Regions from separate parts of the Mus musculus genome. Here regions 2 and 3 are each linked to region 1. The links are chromatin contacts, called in public Hi-C maps. All regions are on one chromosome and are shown on one strand. The core of a region is the stretch at or near the end of the contact, and the rest is flanking DNA. Distances in the headings are between cores, read along the strand shown.

Region 1 (4,070 bases), core at 383-2,882:
TAATTTTTGAGTGTGTTTAGGTGCAGCTGCAACACAGAAGTTTTGCTCATTGATTTCTTGAAGCATTTATTATGCTATGTAGGCTGTTGTTATGAATCATTTAGATTTATGAGCCAGTGCCTGCTACCCTGCAGAGCCCAAGGATCCTGAAGAAATCGTTTATACACACCCAATTCTTATACGTCCTTGAATGGGGTTCTCACCAAGCATACAAAACAGGAACCCCACGGGAGGTAGCTGGCTTTATTTCTCCTTGGCCTGGACATGGCTGAAGGCTGCCTTACCTTCCTGCTCCAGGGAACTCTTAGAGAAGAACAGAGGACTAAACATTGAGTGGAGAAGGTAGACTCCAGGAATGTGTGTAAAGTGAACGGTGTGAGGCAGTGGCTTTCTGTGCCAACAGTTCTGGTAACTTACCTGAAATGAGAGTTCTCAGACCCCACCCAAGACCTGCTGAGTCAGGACTCTGGGGTGGATCCAGTGATCTGTGTCGAAACCAGACTTTATGCGTGCCAAAGGATGAGTGTGGCCAGCGTGGCAAAGGGCCTGAAACCAAGAGTCACTCGCCCTGGAAACTTCTCCAAGTCTACAGTTTACAGTGAGACAATGGGGAAGCCGCTCTCCTTCTCAAATGGGAAAATAGTGCCTTGATATGGCTTCAAATAATTTTTCACAGACCAAATACTGTTGTCAAGGTGAAAGGCATTCAGATAAGACATCATGTGAATGTAAAATATACTTATTATTTTTTGCATAATAAGAGCTCCAACAAAATTCAGATACATTGGAAATCAGTGTCTAAAATAGTTTAACTATGACATTACATATATATATATATATCTTGTGTGAGTGTGTGTGTGTGTGTGTTTGCTGGGGGTTGAGTTTAGAGCCTGATGCATATGGATATTGCTGTACCAGTAACATAAAAATTAAGCTCCCAAAATATAATTTTAAAGGTGGATATTCTAATTTGCTTTAACAATGGGTGTGTGTGCATGTGTGTGTGTGTGTGTGTACGTGAGAGAGACAGACAGACAGACAGACAGAGAGAGAGACAGAAAGCCAGTAGGAGTTAATTTTCTCTTCCCTCATGTCATGAGGTTCAGTGACAAGTGCCTTTACTTAATGAGCCATTTTGCCAACCCTTTAATAATGCAATTCACAAAGTCAAATGGGAAATACATAAAGCATCCCTGTTAGAGAAAAGTGGTTCTGGTTTTTATTGTGCATTAAAAGAAGCATCTTTAACCAGCTGCTCTTCTGGCTTCAGGGCATTTCTGTTTATCCTAACTCCTGTCAAGTGGACTCAAGGATGAGTGCGCTGGGAGTTTATAGAGAGTGAAAGGACTTACACAGACACAGGTGGGTGACGTTTATTTGTTTTCCTGTTTCATCCTCAGTGAAAATGGAGCCTGGCCGATCAGCAGCGAGCACAACCTCCACAGGACAGGAGTGTGTGGCTGTCTCTCAGCTTTTCAGGCTGGGCTTGTTTCCTTTCACTTCCTTTCAAAGGCTCCATTGTCCTCTTCTTCAGTCATCTTTGTTTCTCTTCTCTGAACTCTTTCCAGATCCTTCAGGCACAGCCTCTGTTGATACTCAGGCTTCTCACTTAGCGAACTCGAGGCTGTATAAGAACCCCAGTGTCCATCAGAGACCAGGGAGGATTCTGGGAGGATGATCTCATAGCCCAGCTCCCTTCCCCACTGAACTTCCCCAGCAAAGCTCTGTCCTCGTACCAAGGTCAAGGCTGTGGCTGTCTCTCAGTCCAGGAATTCCATCCAGACCACTGGTTCAGAACCACGGCTGTACATTGGAATCACCTCATAATGCCAGTTCTCCAACTCCCAGGATTCCCACTTGTTGGCAGGTTCTGTGGCTCTAAAGTGAAGCCAGCATAAGAATCACAGATTTTGCTGGGCGTGGTGGCACACGCCTTTAATCCTAGCACTTGGAAGGCAGAGGCAGGTGGATTTCTGAGTCCGAGGCCAGCCTGGTCTACAGAGTGAGTTCCAGGACAGCCAGAGCTACACAGAGAAACCCTGTCTCAAAAAAAAAAAAAAAAAAAAAAAAAAAAAAAAAAAAAAAAGGAACCACAGATTTTAGCGTTGATGGAGCAGCTGAGAAGCTGGGAAGGACTAGGAGCCTCTGTTGACAGCAAACCTAGTTTTTCTGACTTAGTAGTAGCCACCCTGGAACCTTGTCCTCCTCATTATGCCTAATAACTTCAAGTTTTAAGATTCTCAATGGTTTTAAATATTCATTTTTCCCCTTCAGATTCTCAAAGGTCCAGTTACAGTAGAGTGTCTGGGAGAAATTATTAAGGCAGATCTCTGGCCCCACCCTCAGATTTCTGGTTCAGCTGTCGCAGTGTGGGTTCCCAGATGTGTGTTTCTAGTCACTCCCCAGGCTGCAATTGCTGTTGCTGCTCCACAAACCATTCTTTCAGAACTGCCTGTCTTAGCTCTTTCGGTCCCCTTGATTCTGAACCGTAAGTATGTGCCATTGGAGCAGTAAAAATTAGAGCAGGCCACACACCCAACCAGACAGGCAGGGCTTTCTATTGGGACCTTCTCGAGACCCCTTTGACTCAGGCCAAATGGAAGTAACACTGAAAAAAGGTGACCAGTGCTTGTTTAAACAATGTGCTTTCTTACACACGAACACACTGGCGCTCTCTCTCTCTCTCTCTCTCTCTCTCTCTCTCTCTCTCTCTCTGTGTGTGTGTGTGTGTGTGTGTGTGTGTGTTTGGGGGTGTATTTAACAGGTTGTCAAGTTCAGTCAACCACTGCTGTGTTACAGCTGGTACCATCTTTTTATGTAACTGTCCTGGCCGCATGGTTTGATCTGGGTCTTAGAGTAAGACTGGCAGACTATAGGTGCTCAGTTGTTGAAAAAGCACATGGGCAGGGTAGAGAAAACACATGCTTGCTCCAGTGGTCAGTAGGCCAGGTCTGGGGCTATCGTCATCATCATCACCACCGTGTTTCATGCAGACCTGAGCAGAATCTTACTGAAAGACTGGGACAGTCAAAGGGAGAGACAAACTATGAAGACAGAGACGCCAAGACTCTTAGCCAACTGCCAGCTATGGTGAAGAATCAGAGTTTTCTACAAACAAGGTCTTCAAGTTTCTGCAAAGGTTGAGCTTGCCAACCCCTAAGTCAAATGAGCTATCTGCTCAAAGCTATTAGGAGATGCATAGCGCTTCTCACCTGTGTGATCTCCAAAATCAATGAGTTCTAAGTGAATCTGTGGTGCTTTATAGCAAGCAGGGGTGGGGTGGGGTGGGGTGCGGTGGGGTGGGGTGGGTGGGTAAGTTCTATCCAGGCATTTAACTTGGTAATGCTGGATTTGTTGGGGTTAGCCTAGAAACTGGAGCTAGGCTTGGATTTTGTTGGGGAAGATTAACCTGGAACCGCTGATCTTGTTGGGGGATAATTTGGAAACCAATGCTAGGTACCACCAGTTAGTTTACCTGAGTTCAAGTTCTCTAAAATGGAGCCTGAACTAAAAAGATTTGGTCTCTCAAATCAAGAGTGAGCAGAGCAGAGGGTTGTGTAGAGTGAGTTTACTTGTTTGTTTTGGTCACAGTCCCCTCTGCTTGTCATTTGTGTAGTCATCTTGAACCCAGCTAGTTCTAACTTGGTTTCGTAATAATGGGTTCCCCGTCTGTCAATATTTGGACGTGCTTTTGAGGGGTGAAAGGTTCATGGCCCAGAAGCAGAGGTTCGTGGGTCTGCCTCAGGTCTCTGCCCGCTCAGTCTGTCTGGCTTTTCTGCACTTAATTGTAACTTTAATTTTTTTCAAACGCCTACTTTTAATGATGGTTCTTAAACACTTTAACCTCCCTTGTAGCCCACAGCACACCAGAGGAAGTGGGAAAGAAAGGATATAGTGGGGGGCGGAGGGAATAGACCTGTTTAGAAAGGTTCTATGGAGCAACTCCTGTCTGTGTTGTCCAGAGATCTGCTGTTCAGTTCACAGGTTAGCAGCAGCAACTCGATCTACTCGCAAACACTTCACAGATAACACCAGCAGTCCAGTTCGTTAGAGTTGGGATAACAAACAAG
Region 2 (4,075 bases), core at 1,400-3,899, 290 kb before region 1:
GGAACCCGCTGGAAGGACTCACCTGTCTGTACAAGAACAACACCTGGAGATGAGGAAGGGCTGAGGATGGGCCTCTGTCATGGGTAGTGCTATACACACAGCAGTGAGCTGGAGAGCCTCCCAAAGGCCCAGTCCCCACCCACAGCATTACGGGGATGTGGTGGAGAACTGGGGCCTTGTGAAAGAAGGGTTGGCCACTGGAGGTATGCACTGAAAGAGACAGTGGCCCAGGCTCTTCCTTTCCCTCTGTTTGCTTCCTACCATGAAGTACTGGGCTGCTACAGGCCCAAGGCGACAGGACTGTGCAACTGTGGATGGAACCTGGGAAGCTAAGACAAATACACCAATCTCCTTACAAGCTGGATATCGGGAGTGCTGGTGTTGGTTGGTGTCTTAGTCAGGGTTTCTAGTCCTGCACAATCATCATGATCAAGAAGCAAGTTGGGGAGGAAAGGGTTTATTCAGCTCACACTTTTCACATTGCTGTTCATCACCAAAGGAAGTCAGGACTGGAACTCAGGCAGGTCAGGAAGCAGGAGCTGATGCAGAGGCCATGGAGGGATGTTCCTTACTGGCTTGCTTCCCCTGGCTTGCTCAGCCTGCTGTATTATAGAACCAAGACTACCAACCCAGAGATGGTCCCATCCACAAGGGGACCTCCCCCCTTGATCACTAATTGAGAAAATGCCTTACAGCTGGATCTCATGGAGGCATTTCCCCAACTGAAGCTCCTTTCTCTGTGATAACTCCAGCCTGTGTCAAATTGACACAAAACTAGCCAGTACAGCTGGGATTTTTGTTTGTTTGCCGTTTTTGTTTTGTTTTGTTTTGTTCTTGTCGCCATCACAGAAAGCTGATGTGATTGATGTAGGTAAGCAGTGGGGAAACTATGAACCAGAGATGGAGCTGGGATACGCAGGCTTGCTCAAAGTGCAGCATATGGGCCACTTATCAACAACTGATAGTTTGGGAAGAAGTGCAAGTAAGTATCTGAGAAAGATGGTAACACACACTGTGCAATGAACCAGCTATAGGTATTTAGAGCCTTGTGGCAGAGAATTTCAGTGTTTAGAGCTTTCTGATCAATACAAGAAAAGCCCATGCAGCTGACTGGGTCAAGAGAGACCCTTCAGACATTGTGGTGTGTGTGTGTGTGTCTGTGTGTGTGTGTGTCTGTGTGTGTGTGTCTGTGTGTGTCTGTCTCTGTGTGTGTCTGTCTGTGTGTGTGTGTGTGTGTGTGTGTGTGTGTACTTGCTGAAGACTGAACTGGGAGCTGTGGTGTACTAAGTTTGTGTTCTTTCACTGAATTACATCCTAGAGCCCATCACTGAGCATCCACGATGATCCAGGTGCCTTATACATCTACCTGAATCTTTCCCAAAACCCAAGAAGCAGAGTCACCTTCGCTCCAGTTCCCAGGAATGAAAATCTTTTGTCGGAATAGGATAGAGAAGCAGGATGTGGAACTGAGGCCTGTGTGAAGTCAGGGGGCAGCTCTCTCTTCTCCAGGATGCCATCTCTTCTCCCGGATGGTGTAACCACCTGGAGCCACACAATGAACTGTGGAATGGCTACAGACACAGAAAGAAAAGGAAAGTCGTGGGGGGAATGCATAGGGGTACTGACCAGAGCATGAGGGTGAGGAGGTTTCCGGGGTGAAAGATTTCACTGAGTAAGATCTTGTTGGCACTATGATAGCTTTTTAGATGGAGCAAGGAAAAGATCACAATGTTGTCCCCTCGCGGTGATGTGACAATCCAGGGTGAAATGTTATAGACATGCACAAATATGTATAATTAAGGAAAGAACTCAACACATGCTACAAAGCACAGGTTCGAGGAGACAATCTAAGTTGTAGGATCCAGGCATTGCAGCAGAGGAAATGCTGGCTCTGGCCTTGAAGACATGGATACAGCTTTGGGGATAAAGAGGAGAGCTGGGCAGTGGTGGTGCACACCTTTAATTCCAGCACTTGGGAGACAGAGGCAGGCAGATTTCTGAGTTCGAGGCCAGCCTGGTGAGTGAGCTCCAGAACAGCCAGGGCTATACAGAGAAACCGAGAGAGAGAGAGAGAGAGAGAGAGAGAGAGAAGAGGAGAGTGAGCTACACACGCTGATGTTTCCTCTGAATCATTCTTGGCTGTTGGGGGGCCTGGCCTGGATATTCTAGAAGATGTAGCCACAGCCCTGGCTCCTCCCACACAGGGGGTGGAGCTCCCTACTGCGCTTGCCAGAGCGATTGCTAAATGTCCCCTGGAGGGCAGCCTTCACGGAGAAACACTGGCTTGATCTGAGAGGACTGTGTGAGAATCTGAGTGTTTGGGAATAAAGAGGTGCCTGTGTTTGCTCGGTTGAAAATGTGTTTCTTGGAACAGTGGTATCTTGTGAGATAATGGTGGCCCCTTAAATGGGATTTCATGTTCAAACAGTGTTGAGAAATAGCATATAATTTTCCTCTCAATTGAAGGCTCACAGTATCTATATGTGGCAGCATAGTCAAGGCTTTGAGAGGTTGTGCAAGAAAACAGTTCGCCTTTGGTTAAACGCAATCACCACAGAACGTTTTTTAATTAAGGGACAGTATTCCCTTCCTGAAGGTCACTATTGTGTTGCAGGACACAGCTTGGAAAATGGCAGTGTGTGTAACTGAGACACGGGGTATGCAAATGAGTTAGAGCCAGAGAGTACAGATTCTCCAGCCAGATTCAACGTACTTCAATTCAGTTAAGAGCTCTGAATTTCACAGTCAACAATCTCAAAGTAATCAGCGGGTAGTTTTACTAAAACTGGTTTTGTTCTTTATTGCTATATACTAAGCAACATTAGCCTAGTGTCAGTGAGGCGAATGAATGAAAAGATGTTGAAATAGAAACCAAGGGCCAAGAGGATGGGGAAGTGGGTGAGAGTGCCTACCAGCAAGGCTCGAGCTTAGTCCCAGGATGTACGTGGTAAAGGAGAGAACTGACTCCTAGAAGTAGTCTTCTGGTCTCCACACATACTCTATGACATGGATGTGCGTGCATGCGTGTACACACACACACACACACACACACACACGAACCAAGGCATCTCAAGGCAAAAGCAGTAACGTAACGGTGGTGATGGGAGGGAGTTTGGCAAGATGGTGCCATGTTTAAAAGCGTTAGATACTCTTGCATAGGACCCAAGTTCAGTTCCCATCACCCATAGACTCTTATAACTCCAGTTTTGGGGGATCTGGTATCCTCTTATAGCTTCTGTAGATATGCACATACATGTATGCCTGAGCATTCACACACACACACACACACACACACACACACACACACACACATACATACATGCGCATGGATAAATTGAAAAGTATAAATACATCTTTTTTTTTTTTAAGAGTGAGTCATGAGAGGAAGGATCATAGAAAACACGCGCTGGAGACTGACAAAACACGGTATGTGGTTTTATGGGAAAGGGGATGGGGAAAGGAGACGATGAGGGTTCCATGACTTCAGGCTGGAGTTACAGGGAGCTTCATAGGGAGGTAACAGGCAAGGGATGATCAGGGAAGAAGATTTGGGGTGAACTTGTCTGAGGCAGGCTATCTGGAGGCAATGGTCGGACATGCAAGGGAGCAGCAAGACGTCTGCATCAGGAATGGGAACAGAAGTGGAGATTCACCTGGGGTGTGGTTTTCCTTCGGGCGACTGCGTGAGCAGAAATGTGGCAGCCAAAGAGGGTTGGAGAAGGGAACAAAGGAAGGGAACTGCAGAAAATGGCTACCCCAAGAGAGCGGAAGAAGGGAGATCACATAGCGAGGAACCTGGACCTTGATGAACAGGGTGAAGGATGAAAGAAAAGTAATGTGCTCAAATTAGAGAGAACATTAAGAAGCGTTGGCTGCAAAGAGTTGTCTTGCTTATTATTGTCAACCTGACACCACTGGTGATGAAGGCATTGCCCAGATCACACTGGCCTGTGGCCATGTCTGTGAGAGAGTGTCTTGAATAAATCAAGGAAACAAAGAATTGATTCCTTGAAAAGATGGACAAGATCACCAACCACCTTATGTAAGCCAGCAGAAAGAAGAGAGATGAGAACAG
Region 3 (4,457 bases), core at 1,134-3,633, 380 kb before region 1:
GATACCAGTCTGGGCCTGGATACTGCAATCACCACGTGAGGGGACGGGACAGGTGATCCACAGGCAGCATCAGAGTGTAGAGCTCCACTTACCAGAAAGTGGGGGAAGAGCCAACCCCCGAGCAAAAGCACCCAATGTGGCCACGTGTAAGAAAAGGGCTGCAGTAGTTTTAATCCCCAGTTGCCTCCCCAACTCTTCTTGCCAGACCCCTCCTCCTGCTACTCACTGTGGATTTTTTTTTAAACATTAAAAGGGAGAGAACAGGAGAGATAAATTTACTTCCACATAAGGGAAAGATGTACAATGACAACTTTCAAAAGAAAGGACCAGTGAGTGCCTCCTGTATTTCCTTACTCCTAACACACTAGGTGGGGCTGAGGACACAGCTGGACGTGGTCGCTACAGAGATGGATTTACAAGTAGCTTGTAGACTATTGGAGACTGAGATGCCCTTCTGACCCACTAACCTCCATTTTTAGAGGATGAGGGTTGCTGGGTCACCAGCCCTTCTGCTTACCCTGTGCTACTGACTTCAGGTCCTCTAACTATCACTTGCTCTTCCTTCCTCAAGGACCCTGCCCTCAAAAAACACACCCAGAAATTTGGGGTGGCGCTAGATCTGTGTACAGCTCTGAGTCCATAGTTGGTGTGGCCAACTATAAGTAGAAAAGGAGGCTCCCACCAGGGACCAGTATTCTCAGAACGCCCATGTGGAAGGCAGGGATGCCTGCCCCTGCCCCACTCTCAGCTTTCTCCCAGCCTCAGTGACAGCTCAGACAATGGCAACCTTGGTTTATTGCAAGTGCTGAGTGTGGGAAGACAGCTGCTTTTTAATGTCTTGTCACTATCTGTCCTCATCACATAGCCGACAGGGCTTCTGAGACTTCTGGGGTCACTGCTGCCTTATAGGGGTCTTTCCATTTTCTGTTGGTAATGTACCAGGAGTAATTAATATTTATGTTATGTCCCCAGTGTGCCCAGAACACAGAAAGGATCCAGAGATACAACAGCTAGCTAAGCCGAGGGTGGATTGAAAGAACTTTCATTCCTAAGAAAATGCCAATGGCTGCTATTTCTTGTTCAAAAGACAGACACCAGAAAGGAGCTGTGTGCAGGGCCAAGCCTGTGCTCTAAGACTCAGCAAGATCCATAAAGCTCACAGCCCTTGCTCTGTTCCCTTGGCTCCAGAGGAAGAACCCGAGGGTCAGAGATACATAAGAAGGACTGGGCAGGACTGGGCACTCGGGAAATTCAGTTTCCAGCTGTCTGCAAAGCACCTGGTGACCACCGCGGGAGAAGACAGTGAGGACTTCACTGGACTTCAGGAGCAGGCAGAGCCACACATACATTTTACATGAAGCCCCTGTTCAGGAATCACCACGACCAGTTTTAAACCTCCCTTGATTTCAGTAACCTGTGGTTAACTGTGATCTAAAGACTTAAAATGGAAAGTTCTAGAAGCTGCCTGTAGGTGGAAATATCTATCATACTGCTTGCTCCTGTAAGTGCTCCTTGGAATTCACTGTTGTACATTGCTCAATGTGCCTCATTAAGAAAGAAAAATTATGGTTGAAATGGTATGCAGGAAAGTCACTGTATGCTCCCTCCACCTACAGGATCAGTGCTGCCTGCTGCCTGCAGCATTAACTCTGTACTCCACATGCACATTGATGCTCTCCCTTACTTACAGCATCAATGTTGTCCCCACCTGCAGCATCAATGCTGTCCTCCACCTGCAGCATCAATGCTGTCCTCCACCTGCAGCATCAATGCTGTCCCCACCTGCTGTATCAATGCTGTCCTCCACCTGCAGCATCAATGCTGTCCTCCACCTGCAGCATCAATGCTGTCCTCCGCCTGCAGCATCAATGCTGTCCTCCACCTGCAGCATCAATGCTGTCCTCCGCCTGCAACATCAGCTGTCCTCCACCTGCAGCATCAGCTGTCCTCCACCTATAGCATCAATGCTGTCCTCCATCTGCAGCATTTAGCTCTGTACCCACATGTTCATTAATGCTCTCCTTTATCTACAGCATCAATGCTGTCTGCCACCTACAGCATCAGTGTGTGTGTGTGACTGAGATGTGGGGGGGAAACTAGGCAAGTTAAACTAGTTTGGGAAGCACAAAAGGGGCCTTTATGACACAAGGTTCTGAGCTAATTAACAGCTTCAAAGTTTATTTTAGTTGTAGGTTTGGGGAGTGGGTGAATGTGACTTAATGGAACAGGGTGACCTAGCATGCAGGACATCCTGTGTGACACCCCAGCACAATACAACTAAACAAAACAGAAAACTCTATTTCACTCTTCTGGGAAGAGGAGAGAGTTAAGAGAGACTTCCCGTAAGAATCTGTCCTTGGAGATTCCTTGGCAGGGTATTGTTATATCAAGGGTCACACACTGGCAACTGCCCCCGTGGGAGTAACAAGATTACAGACAGGCTTTGTGGGGCCATGGACTCCAAGGTCTTCCACATACCTGCAGAGAATAACTATCATTCTTGGAGATGACTTCTGTGCTGTTATCAAGAGGCGTGTGTGTGTGTGTGTGTGTGTGTGTGTGTGTGTGAGTGTGTGTGATGTCAGGTATGGCTTCTCCATTCCCTGTGGTTTCTAGAGTCAAGAGTACAAGGACCAGCTGTGGGGTGTGTTGTTCCTTCATCTCAGCTTGTCAAGCACAGTGCTGGGAATTGCAGTGGAGAGTGGGGGAAACCCTTGTGGCAGTTAGATCCACTTAGATCCAGTTAGATCCTTGAAAGGCTGGGAGGGCAGAGGTAAGAAAGATGTGCTCCCAGAGTGTGACTTGAGGTGAAAGGCTGTCTAGGGGCTCCTCAGGGAAGGTGTCTGGTTTGCTTTCTGTCTTTTTTGTTAAGTCACTTTAATGTCCCTGGATGACAAAACAGGGTGTTTACTGAGTGTGGGTGAAGGTGTATGTATACTAGTTTGAAGGTTAAACTCCAACCGGGACTATGAATAGTTCCAAATTGTGACTCCTCCCATTGCTCCGCTAAGAAGGTCCCAGGAGCACAAAGGTCATCAGGCCGTGTGTTCTTTTGATAAAAGGGACTGTCCACCATTTTTCTTGATCCCACTTTATTAGACCCTTGGCTTTAGGGTCTAATTTTCTTAGGGTTTTCTACAGAAAGGGCCTGGTGAAGAAATGACTGCTCTTGTGGATCTTAGGAGGAGGTTGAGGCTGGGTTTTCTAAAGGACTGCTTTTCTGTGGTATGGGTGTGGCCTTCACTTTTCATCCTCTGTCCTCCAGTGGCTCCTAACTTCTACCCTGACCCTGTAGGATCAGCTTCTACACTCAGAAATGATTTCAACCTGTTCTTTGTGGGAAATTTCCAAAACAAATTGTAGAAAGGTTCATCACAATGGAAGAAGGTCCAGGAAGGACCCCAGGACATGCATTCTGAAGGCATTTATCTGTTTCCTATCTTTCCCATCCACAAATAGCCCCAGGAGAGGCACGCCGTGATGATGAGGAACATGAGGGATCCGGAGGGAGTAAGGAACTTCCCAGGACACCTCACCATCAGTAAAAACTGGACACCTGAGATTAAGTCCAACTCTGTCTGAGGTATAGACTAGATCCACCAGGTCTACACATGGACCTAGAATTAGAACGACTGGAAAGACATTGCCTCATGGACAGACCAGATGACAATGGCTCAAGGGACACATTTCATGCGGAGTTACCCACCTGCCAGCCAGCATGGTGTATGGACTAGATCACGACCTTGTACAGTTGACTGACTCGTTCCTCTTTCAAGAATTTTCAAGTAAGCCTGGGATGCACTCTGTTGTAGTTAAGGCCAGTTCTGCCTCCCAGCCCCACGCTCCCAGAAATAAGACTCAGACTCAAAATATATTTACAAATACCCGGGCCATACAGCTAGGCTCTACTCTGACTAGATCATAATGAAAGATACCCATTACTTTTAACCTACATTTTTGCCAGGAGTGTGGTTACCTGTGCTCAGTACCAACCATCCACATGCCCTTCTCACCTCTTTTTTGGCTCCTACTCCCGCCCCCTTCTCTCCCAGAATTCTTTCTCCTCCTGATGCCCGACCTCTATTTCTTAACTAAGTCACAGGCCATCGGCTTTGTAATTGACAGGTGAGGCATCTATAAATACACAAGATGATCTCTCAATAGCACTCAGTGAACTTAGCCTGTGGTTAGGACTATCACTGAATGCTGGTAGCTGGGCAAGAAGTTTATCACAGGGTTTCTGTGTGCTGAGCAGTACACAACAGACTTTTTACTTGTGGACACACTTAAACCTCACAGTGGTCCAGTCAGAAACTTTAGAAAAGTAGAAGATTTGCCCAATATTACACAAATAAAATAGAAGAGTTGACCAGGATGAGTCTACACCAAAGCTCTTGCTCTTAGCCTCATACCCTGGAGCTTCTGCCTCATCCTTCTGGGGTCACCCCAACAATTTG

The links. A called contact is a pair of places that touch in the nucleus more often than the background predicts.
Region 2: a Hi-C map of the G1E-ER4 cell line shows a contact between it and region 1, with 2.4 times the contacts expected there. The contact joins two enhancer-like sites. A contact is called at or near these places in 2 of 15 datasets of contacts at CTCF or cohesin (embryonic stem cells and pro-B cells), 8 of 484 Hi-C or Micro-C datasets (the G1E-ER4 cell line, differentiating embryonic stem cells, embryonic stem cells and 1 more), 4 of 115 datasets of contacts at active chromatin or transcription factors (embryonic stem cells, forebrain and stem cell-derived neural progenitor cells) and 1 of 9 other capture datasets (embryonic stem cells).
Region 3: a contact with region 1 is called in a Hi-C map of Sertoli cells, with 2.1 times the contacts expected there. The contact joins two enhancer-like sites. A contact is called at or near these places in 1 of 484 Hi-C or Micro-C datasets (Sertoli cells) and 1 of 9 other capture datasets (pancreatic islet).

Annotation. Positions count from the first base shown.
Region 1 is chr3:84,646,154-84,650,223 of GRCm38.p6, forward strand. No RefSeq gene overlaps it. Among named protein-coding and RNA genes, the nearest start is that of Tmem154, 18 kb to the right of the region's middle. Within about 2 kb of position 1,633, at least 82 of the 459 cell types and tissues checked have an H3K27ac peak or open chromatin away from gene starts, as enhancers often do. A contact at or near this core is called in Sertoli cells, where this site is marked.
Region 2 is chr3:84,353,897-84,357,971 of GRCm38.p6, forward strand. The region is part of intron 3 of 4930565D16Rik (RIKEN cDNA 4930565D16 gene); the gene reads right to left. Among named protein-coding and RNA genes, the nearest start is that of 4930565D16Rik, 24 kb to the right of the region's middle. Within about 2 kb of position 2,650, at least 45 of the 459 cell types and tissues checked have an H3K27ac peak or open chromatin away from gene starts, as enhancers often do.
Region 3 is chr3:84,263,783-84,268,239 of GRCm38.p6, forward strand. It overlaps a transcript of Trim2 not described here. Among named protein-coding and RNA genes, the nearest start is that of Trim2, 6.2 kb to the left of the region's middle. Within about 2 kb of position 2,384, at least 7 of the 459 cell types and tissues checked have an H3K27ac peak or open chromatin away from gene starts, as enhancers often do. A contact at or near this core is called in Sertoli cells, where this site is marked.